Linked DNA regions of Arachis hypogaea: region 2 is linked to region 1. A link is a contact called in public Hi-C data. All regions are on one chromosome and are shown on one strand. Each heading gives the region's core, a stretch centred on a gene start, on an enhancer-like site or on the middle of the called end of the contact. The rest is flanking DNA. Distances are from core to core; before and after follow the strand shown. Region 1 has its middle 12 kb from the start of LOC112800664. Region 2 holds the start of LOC112800666 (UDP-glycosyltransferase 72E1).

Region 1 (7,521 bases), core at 3,534-6,033:
ATCCTTCGTCACCGGTAGGTGATGGTACCTACAAGAGACTCCGATGCTTAAGTTAGCATGGACTATAAGCAGATTTTTTTAGTAGAATCAGAGTATGAGTTATACCTGGGTGCTCCAGTGTATTTATAATGGTGTAGAGTGACTATTCCGGAGATAAGATAGTTTATCTTATCTTATCTTTGAATGAAGTCATCTTATCTTTAAGGAGAACCGCCTTTATCTTTCTAGGCCTTGGCTGCCTTTAGATTTGGGCAGTGTTCCCTTGTTTGGGCCTACCTGGGCCTTTGTAGTGATTTGGCCAAACTCTTTGAAAGAGGTCAAGTGATCCTGACCTGAAGAGGTCGGTCGACTTGCCGTCAATTAGCCCGGGTCATACAGCTCGATCCAGGGCATAAACACTATCCATTTGGCAAGTGAGGCGAAGATTGCAGGATCGGTCCATTATCAATGGATGTACCCTATTGAGAGGTAAATATTATTTTATCATGTAATTTTGTAGATAAAATTTTCAATAAATTTCTTTACTTATATATTGTCCCTTTTTGAACAAAGGTATTTACGTAGCTTAAAAACTTATGTACGTAATTGAGCTCATCCAGAAGGTTCAATTGCTGAAGGGTATCTTACAAATGAATGCTTATTATTTTGCTCAAGATACCTCAATGGTATTGAAACAAAGCATAATCGAGTTGGAAGAAATTGGGATGGTGCAATAACTCATGGTTATAAAGTTGAAACAAAGGATAAAGTATTACCGATTTTTAAGCAAAATGGAAGACCCACAAGTAATTGTAAAGTGACAAGAAGATTGAGTCTAGAAGAAATAAAGCAATCTCATCTTTATATTTTGAAGAACTATGATCAAGTTACTCCTTTCATATGGTAAGTATAGTTGTATTTAGATAATATTTAGCTTTTATTTTAGAAGTATTGCTTGAAACTTATTGGCCTTTATAAATGCAGCAAACATACAGAAATATTAGAAATAGAGAACCCAAGAAATGTTCAAAAATGACATGATCAAGAATTTTCATGTTGATTTGAAAGTCATGTATGTTCTAAATATGGATGAAATATTACATACTACTTTTTAATCAGGTTACATACTAATTTTTAAAGTCATATAAGAATTTCTTTAACTATATCTTTTCTTTTTTAAATCAGGTTACATCTTTGTACAACGAAAAAGATGAACAAGTAACCCTATCAACTTTTATGTTTAGCAAGCGATCCAACAAGAGAAGATATATGCTATAAAGGATACAAAGCAAACAGTTTTATCTTCCACACAAAAGATTGTGAGAATCATAGAAAAACTTAACGTAGTGAAGTTACGGTAAAGCTAAATTGTGGAAAGGAGTATTATGGAGCCATTGAGGATATTGTGGAGTTATCATATATGAATGAAAATAAAGTTGTAATGTTCAGATTCTTATGATGGGATGTGGACAATTATGGTAGAGGAGTGAAAGTAGATGAATATGGTGTCACCATGGTAAATAAAGGTTGCACTTTAAAGACAAAAGAAGTATTTGTTATGACATGTCAATCTGAGCAAGTATTCTATGTTAAAGATATTTGTAACTCTAATTGGCAATGTGTTGTAAAAGTAACACCACATGACTATTTTAGTATGCCTCTAGAAGAGGAGAAGGAGGAGAAAGTGGTTGATGATATGTTTAATGAATAAATAGAGTAATAGATAGATTTTCTTTTTTTACTCAAAAATTTTTCTAATAGAAATTAATTGCAATTATGTTTTTAGGATTTTAATGTTTCTATTTAATATTTTTATTGAAATCCTTTTGATATGTTGTTGTTGGTTTTAATAATGAATATGATTTGTTGATTTAGTCAAGAACCTCATAGATTGTTAATAGTGTTGCTGCTAGAAGAAACAAAGGAATTGAGAATCTTGTATCTAAAAAAAATTTAGTTCTATTAAGTCACTTACAACAAGTTTATTTTCTTTCTAATAATAATGGAGTGCATAAAAAAATCAAGTTCATCAAAAGTTAGGAATAAGGAATTTCAAAAGTTATATGTATAATTAAAAAAATTATTGAGATGAAGAATAAGGAATTCCAAAAGTTAGGAAGACCAAAGGTTCTCTTTTCAAATATGCCTCAGCTTTTGGACTTTATTGATTAATTAATGTATCTGCATTAATACAGAATCATACATAGCAAATATAATACAGAGTTCTTAGTATTACTGAACAATAATAAACAAGAAAAATACATTCTAAAAGACTATAAATGACCTTAACGATTACAATTCACATAAATTGCAGCTGAGGGAACAAATGTAATCATGAATATGCTAAAAATTCTTTAAGTTTAACAAAGAGTAAGTTTCAATAATAAAAAAATACTTGCCTCAACTGGTTGATTTTGTTTCTTTACCAGCAATTTAGAAGCCATTAATAAAATTGTTTGACCTACATTATGCAACTAAGCAAATAAGCAATATCACTAATGCAAACTAATATATTATAAAAATTCATACTCTCAAAGTAGAAGACACACACATAAAAATCCAAGCTCTCAAAGTAAAGCTAGATACTCTTATTTGATATGAACCTGTGGTTTACGAAAAAGAACAAACACGTGGTGTGCAAAAATTAGGTACGTGTGCAAAAATTAGAAAGAAAAAAATGAAGGATTAGAAGTCAAATTAGATAAAACATAAAATGAATAGAATTCTGAAATAAAACAAACAATAGCATTACATCACCAAATCACAGTTATCTTTCTCTCATTTTCTTATTATGAATTAAAAAAATAGAAAAATCAAATGAGAAAGAACAAAAACTTTACCAAAATTATCGATCAATTTACACAAATCAGATATGAGGAGCAAATTCAAGAGCAATTAGATATGACGAAAAAATAAAAAAGTACGAATTATAAAACAGCTCAATAAAAAGCCAAATTTAAAAAATATAAATTAGGGAATAGATATGAGAATATGAACTTACCTTAATACGTATTAGTAATAAGAAGCTTGAATGAAAAAATTTTAAAATCTGAAGCATCAAAACAAAAATTAAATCAGATTTATGAAAGAATAAAAATTTGAGAAAGGAAAAAGAAATACCTAACAAGACAAAATTGATTTTGAAGTTGAAGAATGAGATGAGATCTTGAAATTGAAGAATAAACTGAGATTTTGAATATAAAAAATGAGTAATGTGATTTCAAACTAAGAGCCGGAACCAAGAGAAGAAGATGAGCAGGTCGTCAAAGGAAGAAGAAAAATAATGAAGTAAGCTGAAAACAAAGGACCGTAAAAAATGAAGAATAATTTTTTACGATTAAATTATTTTAAAAAAAAAGAATTTGATATTTATAATATTTGTTAAATATAGATATTAATTTTTACATATAACTATGATTATTAAAAAAGCGTTAAAATAATTCTTTTTTTTGTAGTGTGTATTAGTGTCAAAATTTGACGATTTTAAGTTTAACAATCCTATCGTTATAGCGTGTTTAATGTAGTATCGTAACATGGAATTCTCATTTAATCATTGCTCCATTACGCCACTATTTATCCAGAACAATGACATGTAGTTTACTTATATTTTAGATTTCACAATTAAAATTGAGAAAGTATTCGCAGCTAACATTACACATTTAACGTTTAATATAAAAAAAATAATTTTTTAAAAATAAAAACATTGAAAATTCAATTAGATGAAATATTTAAAACTTAAATTTAACAAAAATTTATCGTTAGTAAATTTTATACTGGATTTGTTTGATAATTTGTTATGATACTAATTAAAACCTAAAATTAGTTATTATAGTATTAATTCTCTAATATTACTAAATAAAATTTAATTTAACCAAACACTAAAATCGTCGTTTTTCTATTGGATCAAATTTGATTCACTCAGTGTCTAATTCAATAAATAAACTCATTTACACACAATTTATTTCATCTACATTTAAGAATAATTTTATTAGTAATGTTAGAGTAAGTATCTTTTATAATTTGTAGTTATTATTAATATTTTTAATAATATATAATTATATTTAATGATATAAAAATATATTTTTTTATTATTAAATAATAACTAAATTTTAATAAAAGTATTGTCTTTTGAAACTTTTTCATGTTATAATTCAATATGAACATCAAACCATGTTACGTAAAATGGTACGGATGTATTTTTTATGATTAGAATAATATTACATAACTAATAAAAATTTAATTTTTTATCAATAATTTGATTGACTCTAATATGAAAATATTATATTTTAAATACTATCACGATAAAAATTTTAAATTTTAATAATATAAAAATAATATATTAATATAAAATATTGAATAATAATAATAATAATAATAATAATAATTTAATTCGAAAAGACCTTACATCTATGTAAGAAAAATGAAACATTTTGTAATTCCTAATTAATAGGTAAAGCAATTCAACTGATAACTATTTTTTCAGTCAAAAAAAATTTACTATGCGTACATATTTTATAATAAATATTTTTTTATATTAATATTTTTTAATAATTATATACAATTTTTTTTATTTTATTAATTAAAAAATAATTTAAATATATAATTAATTAAAAATAAATATTAAAAATATTTAATGTATGAATAATATTTTTTACAAAAAATTTAAATATTTATTTTTAGTCAATAAAAAATTAATATCTTTAGGTAACCAATAATTTTCGTACCCAATAGTCAATAGGTCCAGCCTACCAGCCATCACTTTCCTTATGTCGTTCCATCGCAATAGGAAGACTTATTGGTCATCATCATATCAGTATATCACATCAAAAGGGGATATTATTAAGGGGAAAAGAAATGATGATAGTAATAAGCATATTATTATGATTGGTTGTTTTCAGTATATACGATAACCATTATCTTAAAAGGTTTATCTTTCAACTTAATCGTTGTTTTGAATGTATAATTGTATGACAACCATTAACTTCATGATCTTGATTGTGAACAGATATTATTGTATTATTTTAGGTTCCGGTTCTAATATAGTTGGCACATGGATATGCGACTATATGACAATTTGTCTTATTAACAAGTGAGAGAAAAAATAAAATAGTATAAAAATTTGATAGATGAAGAGTTTATTTTATTAGTTTATTTGTGCAAGTTTTATAGGTTGAGACTCTTCTAAAAGACATTACGAATTATAGTTTTACTAGATTTATATGGAGAGAATTAGTACTATCAAAAGTTGAGTTATTCACTTAGTTTGTGTTAGTTGGTAGAGTCAATATATACTAAGAAAAGATTAATTAGATTAGGCATTATTGATCACAGGGATATGATTTGTGTTTTATGTAAAAAAGAAACTGAGAATGATTTTCATTTATTCATTAGCGGTGAGTTCACGTATCAGGTGTGGTGTGCTTGGTTACGTCTATAATAAACTGTGGTCTATTCCAGAAACCATTAAACAACACTTTAAGAGTTGGACAGGAGCTCCTGTAAGAAAAGACGAACGTAATAGGTGGCTGATTGGCTTTTTTGCTATCATTTTAAATACGTAGTTGGAAAGGAATGCCAGAATTTTCAAGAATCAAGAAACAGGTGTTGCGGAAGTTATTACTAAGTCGATTAGGAGATACAAAGAGTGTGTTGACTTTGTTCCGTCTAGTTATTGATGGCAATGTCGGAGATAACTACGGTTTCTTTTTCAGTGTTTGTATTGTAACTTTGGACTTTTTAAATGCTCCATCTTACTGTGTTGAACTTTTTGTTTCAAAAAAAACTATATCTGCATTAATAGAGTTGGCAATTGGTAGGGTAGTATAGAGTTTGGACTTTATCCTAACTACTCTACTCGCGGTTAAAAATATTTTTAAAATTTTATCATATTTTATCTGCAAGTTGAAAATTTTTCAACTCTAACCCTATCCGTACCTTAAAATTCTAAACCCTACCCTACTCGACTCTATTCGTAGAAAATAAAAAATTTTAAGTAAATATAAAATTCAGTCATTCCAAATTTCATACATATTAATAAAATAAAAAATAAAAAACTAAGTTCAAATTAAAATTAAAAACAATAAAATCTTAAAAAAATTTAACATAAAATTACAAATAATATGATCATCAACTAACTTAGTAGTTATTTTAAATTTCTATAAGAAGAAGATTGTGGGTTCAACACTCACTTTCTTCATTACATACATAACTTTTAAATATATATTTCATAATATATTAGGAGTACGGGTATGGTAGAGTACGGTATACCCTGAATCCGTACGCTATCCTACCCACAGGCAAATTCGTACCGCATCCTACCCTACCCGTAGCAGATCGAGTAGACAATTCTATCCAAACGAATTAATTCAGATTGGATACCCACAGATAAGATATATATTGTCAGCCCTATAATAATGTCTAATTAACCTAGTATGATGGGGTAAAAAAATCTTTATATGAAGTTTTTTTGGAATTATGCTTTAAAATGAGACTTGATGGAAATATACCTTGATGTGGAGGTTAATTTGGGACCTCTTGTGCGAGAAGCATTTTTATTTTTGTTTTAAAAATAAAAAATTTGCTTCTAATTAAAAGTGAAAATAGGTCAAATAAATTTGCTAATGTTTTCAATTTAGTCTATTTTCGGTTTGATCTGTCATAAAATAATTTTAAATTTAGACTAATTTAAAAGTCTAATTTTATTAATAAAATAAGTTCAGATTTACAAAATAGTTTGATAGATCTGTCAGGCTTATTTAATAAAATATAAATAAATATAAAAATAATTTTTATAATTAAAATAATTTTTAAAAATTTTAACATTGTTATATTTTATTATAAATATTTTTTCATATTATAAATATTTTAAAAATATAGATATTATTATAAGAATTGGATTTAGTATATTACATATATCAGGTTTTTTATTAGGTTTCAAGTCAGGTCAAGTTTAATAACAAGATATGTTTGGTATTTAAAATAAAATTTATAATAGGTGGTAAGTCATGTTCAGACCAATTAAATACATTATAAGTCTAGTTTGTTAAGAATAAAACTAAGTCTAATCTCACTATTTTATTAAAATGTATCTTGCAAAGAGTGAGAAGAGTTTTTTTTTTTTAAATACATCTCGAAAAGAGCAAGAAGAATTGTTATATTTTTATTGAAAAAATTGAATTCGTAGCTTGTGAAAAATTAAAACAAATATTTTTTATATTTTAATCATCAATACTCGAGAAGATCCAAATTTATGAAAAGATTAAAGTTATGTTTGAAAATTTAATTCCTAGTAAACCATTTTTCAAAGAATTAGCACTTAACCATAAGACCATGTAAAGTTATAGATCAAATTTTTCGATGAATTCTCCTTTTTCTGTCACCTGTGATAGTTTTGGCAGCTCTGACAGCAGTAATAATAATACCTCAACATGTGGTAACTACAACAAATAGAAGCAGATAGTGAACAAAAACAGACAAAATGGAGGAGCACAGCAAGAGTGGAGGCAAAATTCGGTGACCTCCTCTCTAGTAGCAGCAGTGACT
Region 2 (7,521 bases), core at 3,181-5,680, 64 kb before region 1:
AGAAATTGCAAACCTAGCACACATGGTAATTTTTGTATAGTTCATAAAAGGCGTAGGGTTTCTTTGTTACTATTCATCTGGTATCTTTTTTTCTCATTATTATTAAACTATATAATAATGACTTTTCAGTCTCAGATTCCCAGATTGAATACAAATAAATAATATGATCTATATATATTGAAACAGTATAATGTATAGATAACATTTTGTTAGATATTATACAATATATTTTTTAAATATTATGTCAAAATATACATATTTTATGTTCACTTATATTAATATTGGATATTTGATCTTTTATTAAAAAAAATAAACACGAACACGCATACACGATATTCATCCAATAATAATTTAATTAAACGATCTACTTTCAACAATTTCGAAAAAATGATACTTTATATGAACTTTTAATAAAAGTGATATTAGTCTTAGAGAGTCCTGTAGTACGTAGTACAGTTTGCATGTTGAAAAATCATTTTCCTTTGGGAGCAATATAATTAGAATAAACACAGCAGTATTGTTATATTGAATTGTCTATTTTATTTTGCTTTGGGTGTCCATATTGAATTGAATTGTCTATGCAAAGAGAGGGATGGGTCAAAGCCAACATCAATGGAATTTGTCCTTTACGCTCCGTTTGTTTATGAGAATAAGATAAAATAAGATACTGAAAACAGGATAGAATAAAATATTGATAGATAAAAATATAAAATTTTGTGTTTTTATATTCTATTTGACAATAAATTAGAATAAATTATAAAAATTTAATTTATTTTTATTTTTTTTATTCAAAAAATTTGAGATGAAAAATATAATAATAAAAAATATAATTATAAAAAATTAACAAGAATAATAAAAAAAATAAAAAATAAGTTGTGTCTCTTGTTAGTATTTTTATGTTCTTTCTGTTAGAATATACACAAAATACAATAATTCAATGTCTTTAAATACATTATCTCTATTCATATTTTCTCTATCAAACATAATTTTATATTTCTATATTTCTATTTTAGTATCCTGTCTTTATAAACAAATGCAGCCTTATTTATGATAACTTAGCCTAGTACAATGCAGCTGTGATGAGAGACAACACACCCAGAGGCAATAACTTTAACTTCAATGTGGAGCCAAATTTGACTTGGCATGCGCAACATAATTTACAGAGAGTTAATTCTAATTATAATAGCAGCCGAAACTAGAGGGAGTTGTCGTTTTTATTACATGCTTGATTAATGTAGCTTTAATATTGATTGGGATTTCTTTGCATATATGTCCCACTTTTGAAGAGAAAGTGAACCGTACTACCCGCTGCTTACTCATCGTTATGCTTATGCTTCAACTATATATTTCAGTTAAAAATAGGGACTATTTAGAGAAATATGTCTAAAATATTTTTTTAATATTTAAAATTTAATATATATAATTAATTAAATCGTATTATTTTTATTAAAATTAGGTCAAATAAATAAATATAATTAAAAAAATAATAAATTAAATTTTAAATTAGTCTAAATTAATATTATTTTTTATAAAAAATGACTATAATATTATATATAATTAAGAGTATTTTAATTATTTTTTATAATAAGGATATTATAGTAATTTTTTATAAAAAATAATATTAATTTAGATAGATTCAAAATTTAATTCACTATTTTTTTTATTAAATTAAATTGTCTGACCTCGTTTTGACAAAAATAGCACAATTTAGTCGATTATATGTATTAAATTTTAATTATAAAAAGATATTTTTAAAACAGACGTTTTAGATGTTTTTATCTAAATAGATCTCAAAAAAGGTGAAAACTCAGATGCAGTCAACTTTATGTAAAGTTGATAACTGAAAGTCGTTAGATAAAAATTTAGTCAAATAATTCAAATTATTTAAAGGCTCTCGACTATTAACTTCACGTGAAGTTGATTGCACTTGAGTTTTCATATTATTTATTCTTTAAAATTCAGTATTTGATCCGTTTTTTTAATTTATTATTTTTAATTAATTTAGATATTTATTTTTATTTACCAGTTATTCAAAAAATACAAAAATTTTATTTATTTTTTATTTTTTGGTTTTACTAAGTATACAATAATTTTTGTGAATAATGCGAATAATAAGCTCTAAAAATAATTCAATAAAATAAAAAAATACTCCATCATCCAAATTACCTCCTAAACCCTAACATTAGAATAATTATCCGTAAACCTAATGAATTAAATATTGAATCATTGTTAACTGTGCATGAGTAAACCAAATCAAAAAGAATAACCATTCAATTAAGAATCAACATAATCATCTGCATACCTATTAAATTGAATATCCAACATATCATATCTATTGTTTACCTTACTTTGTATTTTTATTGTCTCTCTATATTTTTTTATTATTTTTTTAAATTAAAATATTAAATAAAAAATATTTAAAAAATATCTAATTGAACTAATTCCAATTAAACGTTCACGTTTGTTATTGCTTTCACGTAACTGGCAAGATAGATATATTAATAGGAAAAGTCTAGGAGGCCAGTAGTTTTATTGAATTTTGGCCAGCATGTAACCAGCAGAGGAAGGTGAGTCATTAGATGAAATTTCACACCAATCTCACACCATCAAATCATCATTGATGGCTAATTGATGGCTAACAATCACAAAAATTACTGGCCCCTAGCATTGCTCTTAATAATATGGCCGAAAAATAATTAATTATTTTTTATAAAATATATTAAAATATAAAATATACCTTAAATTATATGAAAATTTTACCATACTCAATATTTTTGCACTCTTGAGATCAAGCACCACGAGCTTTAGCCTCTGAAGCGGCGCGAGAGTAAGTTCTGAATTGACGCAGCGACTCATAAGAGCTTCCAAACTCACACACTGCTTTCTCTGCACTCGCTTTCAGCTCCTTCACCTTTGCCCTCATTGCACCACCTTCTTCTTCCACCATTACCCTTCTCACAACCCTTGCTATCTCATCCCTCCCAACCACACCACCACCCTCCGCTTCACCCCTCGCCCTCACCGCCACCCCGAGCTCCTTCGACAACATGGCAGCGTTCATCTTCTGCTCCGAGTAGAGCGGCCAAGCCACCATTGCCACCCCACCAAAGATTGCTTCAAGCACAGAGTTCCAACCACAGTGCGTCACAAAACCACCCGTCGCAGCATGTCCCAGAATCTCCACCTGCGGGGCCCACATGGGAATCACCAATCCCAATTCCTTCGTCCTCTCCACGAACCCCTTCGGCAAGTACTCCGGCGACCCGTCCCCCCCAATTCCGACGTCGAAATATGAGCCGGAAGCATCGCCCTCAATGGGTGGCCGCACCACCCAAACAAACCTCTGCATGCTGAGCTCCAATCCCCACGCAAGCTCCCTAATCTGAGCCTCAGACATGGTCCCTCCGCTCCCGAACGACACGTAGATTACCGATTCCGTCGGTTGCCGGTCAAGCCACCGCATAACCTTGTTGTCCACGTGTACACTACCCGTGTCACGGTCCGCTAACGTCCTCACTAGAGGTCCAACCGGATAAACCGGTCCATTGGTGAACCTTCGCAAGATTCCAGAGTCCCCCAGCGCCTTCGTTGCTGAGGGCTCCAGATCTTGCCAAGTGTTGATCAGGATCCCATCAGAGCCATTGATTACCTTTGAAACCTTGGAGTATCCTTCATATATGGGCCCTAGGGGGTCCAAGAGAGCTTCGAGTGTGTCTTCGAATTGAATCGGTTCGCAACCAGGGATTGGAAGCGGTTCGCGGTTCTTGATATGAGTATTCTCCACCTGGTTGGGGTCCATAGCTGAAAGGTGTATGGTGAGAGCGGAGAACCAGGCGCTGGTGGTTAAGAAGACGAAGGGTTGCATGCCGAGGTCACGTGCCATGGGAATAGCTTCTGTACCGAACAGGTCAACGACAAGAAGAGAGGGAGGGTGCTTCATGGAGAGGATGAAAGAGCGGAGAGATGGTAAGGACTCAGTCATGGTTACGACGATTCTGTCCAATAGGGAAGGGTCTGGTCCCAGTTTGGATGAAACATCTGGTTGCGGCAATTCCACAACGTTTGGGGCAGTTTTTAGATGTGAGGTTTGTTGGTGGATTTGGGAGCGAGCCGTTGCGAGATCGGTGGTGATGAGGAAGATGGTTACGTCGAAGGCGTGTTGTGTGAGGAGGCTCTTGCCAAGCTCCACCTCCGGGATGAGGTGGCCCATCCCTGGGCTGGTCAGAATGGCGGCGTGTGGCTTCTTGTCGTTGTTTGCTGTGGCCATGGCGGCTCTGCAGCTTCAGAGAGAGAGAGAGAGAGAGAGAGGTATTCTGTCAAATAATAATAACGATAATAAAAAGCTTTTATAAATGTAATCAATATAGGTCATTTTAGGAAGATGCATATTATAAGGTGGTAGCCATCTTGACTACAGTGCATGGACCATTCACCCATTGACATGCCGCAAAGGTTTCAATGTGCTCTTTAATTGGTTTGACTAAACAAAAATATTATTTTATACTAAAAATTATTTATTAAATTAATTATTATATATTCCTATATGTATATTTATATATTTATATAAACTGTTTTACATATTTTTAATATGTATAATGTATTGTATTTTATATATATTTTTAAAAAGAAAAAGTCTAGGAGCCAGCAATTTTATTGAATTTTGGCCAACATGTAATCAACAGAGGAAGGTGAGCCATTGGATGAAATCTCATACCAATCTCACACCATCAAATCATCATTGATGGCTAATTGATGGCTAACAATCACAAAAATTACTGGCCTCCTAGCATTGCTCTTTTAAAAATATTAGTACTTACCTAAATATTGTTAACAATGTAAATACTTTGAAATTTAAAAAATAAAAATGAGACAAATATTAATAATAAACATGATATCGTTTACATGAAATATTCTTAGCACATAAATTTGTTTAATTGTCGTAAAAATAATAAGGAGGTGTGTTTATCTTAAGTTTAGCAACAAAAAGATCCATAATTACTTAGGCTCCTCTATACAAATTTTCTATTTGTTAATAGCCTAATTTTTATTTAATATAAGTTTCATTTTTTGGTGAACCATTTTCATACGTATTATCGATTGCTAATTTTCTAATTAACGTCTTTATACCTTTCTTAATAAAATCTTTTTCTTCTTCTTTCAAAAATAAAAAAACACTTTGCAAGTTTTTATTTTCCGGTTTTTGGTTTGGTGGAAACTCACCTGTACTCGACTGCAGGTGAAGTTGCTTTTAGATCGTTGACACGCATTACTGTATGGTTTAAAAAAAATCAATTTATTTTATACAAATGGTTTATTTAAAAAAATCGGTTTAAATAGACCAAATAACTACTTTTAAAATAATTTAAATTCTTTCTACGTGTTATTCCTAAATTCCTAACAGATGAATTTGATATGTTCTTTTTCTTCATTCATATTGACCAATTTTTCTTTAAATTTATCTGAACTTTTTTTATTTAATTTTTGTCAAATATATGTATACAAATTGTTTGAAAAAGTAAAATTTAGTATTTTGAAAAAAAAAATAAAATTCACGGTTTTTTTTATAGAAATGGCATAAATGATATTATCTGTCCTTTTTTTGTGTCTATGTTTCTATTTTCTTGATGAGTTTTGTTTTGTTTCCCATAACTTATATTTTCAGTTGCTTTTAAATTAAGCTGTAAACAGATTTTAAATTAAGTTGTAAAAATATGTTCAATTGCAAATTTGTCGTTAAATTAAATTTTATGGTAATCAATCAATTAACTTTTATTTTACTAATAAACTATTTTCATGCAAATTATTGTTGATTTTTCAATATTATTCTATAAATAAATTATTTTTTTTAAGATAATAAGACTATAATTTACTTGTTTAGAAATTATGATTTCACTATCATTCACGTTTTTGTGTTTTTACTTATCAACTAGAATTTATTTTTTAATGAAATTAGAATTTATTTTCAATAAAATAAAAGTATCTAATCAAAATATTAATTTGGTCTCCTTAAATAATTGAACATAATATTATTAATTTTGTCTACAACAAAAATTTTTAATAAATTTTTTAAAATAAAATTGATTCAAAAATAGAGAAAAAAAAGAACAACTAATAAAAATATTTATTTTGACATTGCCATCAAGAATAGGATAGCCATAGAAAAAATTCAACCAAATAAAAAGGACCTAACTCATACAATTAAACTACCATCATATCATCACAATAAACTATAACATCACCAACTAAAGAGACATATAACAAATATGAAAGAGATCATGTCAAAATTTCAACAATGTTCATGCTATCAAACTAGTCTACCTTGTACCATAATTACATTTTTGTCTTCCATCACATGAAATTGCCACGAATTATCTTGGCATTTATGATTCTGAACATCAAAATGGTGTGATGACATAAATATGTACGTATTTATTAAATAATTTTTATCATTCACAGAGGAATGAATAAAAACATAAATTAAGAAATACATTTGAAATAATAAATTTGATTAAGAAATATAAATAAAAGGAACATACCTAATTGAAAGTTTCATATTAGTTCTGAAAAAAGGATTGAAAGAGAACGAATTTTACGTGCGAAACGAAGAAGAAGAGAATAAAAGTAACTGTTTGGTTCAATTCAAACCGATTTTTTTAAATAAACCATTTATATAAAATAAACCAATTTTTTTTAAACCATATAGTAACACGTGTCAGCCATCCAAAAACAACTTCACCTGCAGTCGACTGCAGGTGAGTTTCTGCCATTTTGGTTTTCCCTATTTGGGTCTGAGTATAGCCCGTGTTGTTAAGATAGTTGCAAAAAGGCTCCGAGTCTTGACTAGTAATAAGCAGATATGTGTTATCCGAAAATAATAACGATATAGTGACAACTCTCCATTTTAGGCCCAAATTTCAATGGATGTCTTTCCAGAAATATCTTTGTTAATTGGATGTCTATATTAAGGAAAAAAAAACCGTTTTTGTCAAAATGCAATTCTCCATTTAGCCACAAATTTAGCTAAGTTTGATATTTAACACATTAAAAGCAGCATTATCTCCATTTGCAGCAGTAGATCCACCTCCATTGTCTCCATTTGCAGCAGCAAATCTACTATTATCAAATTTATCCTCCTCACTAGATGATTCTGATTCACTTTCAATTTCTACTTCTACCAGACCACTAGTTTTAATAGGTACATATGGCTTGTTTAGGTGAGTTTCTAAGAAAAGATCTTATAGAGAAGTAAAAGTAATTTTATGTTTGGATATCTCATGTAAAAAAGTCTTTTTATCTATCAATTATGTTTGGGTATAATAATATAAAAGTACTTTTTTGTTTATTTATTACATGAAAAACATCTTTTTTTTTAAGGAAAAAAATCTTTTAAAAAAAGATGTAAATTACAGCTTCTCAAAAAAGATCTTTTTTTTTTATTTTACTAGTGCTTTTACTTTTACTACTAGAAATTTGCCAAATACGTTAAAAAATAAAAAAAGATCTTTTTTCATTGAAAAAAGA

What was found. A called contact is a pair of places that touch in the nucleus more often than the background predicts.
Region 2: a contact with region 1 is called in a Hi-C map of leaf, with 4 times the contacts expected there. The contact joins the promoter of LOC112800666 here to the enhancer-like site in region 1. A contact is called at or near these places in 4 of 8 Hi-C or Micro-C datasets (leaf and an unstated tissue).

What each region holds. Positions count from the first base shown.
Region 1 is chr5:9,842,238-9,849,758 of arahy.Tifrunner.gnm2.J5K5, reverse strand. No RefSeq gene overlaps it. Among protein-coding and RNA genes, the nearest start is that of LOC112800664, 12 kb to the right of the region's middle. Within about 2 kb of position 4,783, at least 3 of the 3 cell types and tissues checked have open chromatin away from gene starts, as enhancers often do.
Region 2 is chr5:9,906,033-9,913,553 of arahy.Tifrunner.gnm2.J5K5, reverse strand. It overlaps LOC112800666 (UDP-glycosyltransferase 72E1), which reads right to left and starts at 4,430. Exons shown (of 1, transcript XM_025843020.3): 1 at 2,497-4,430. The coding sequence starts at 4,267. The coding sequence ends at 2,789.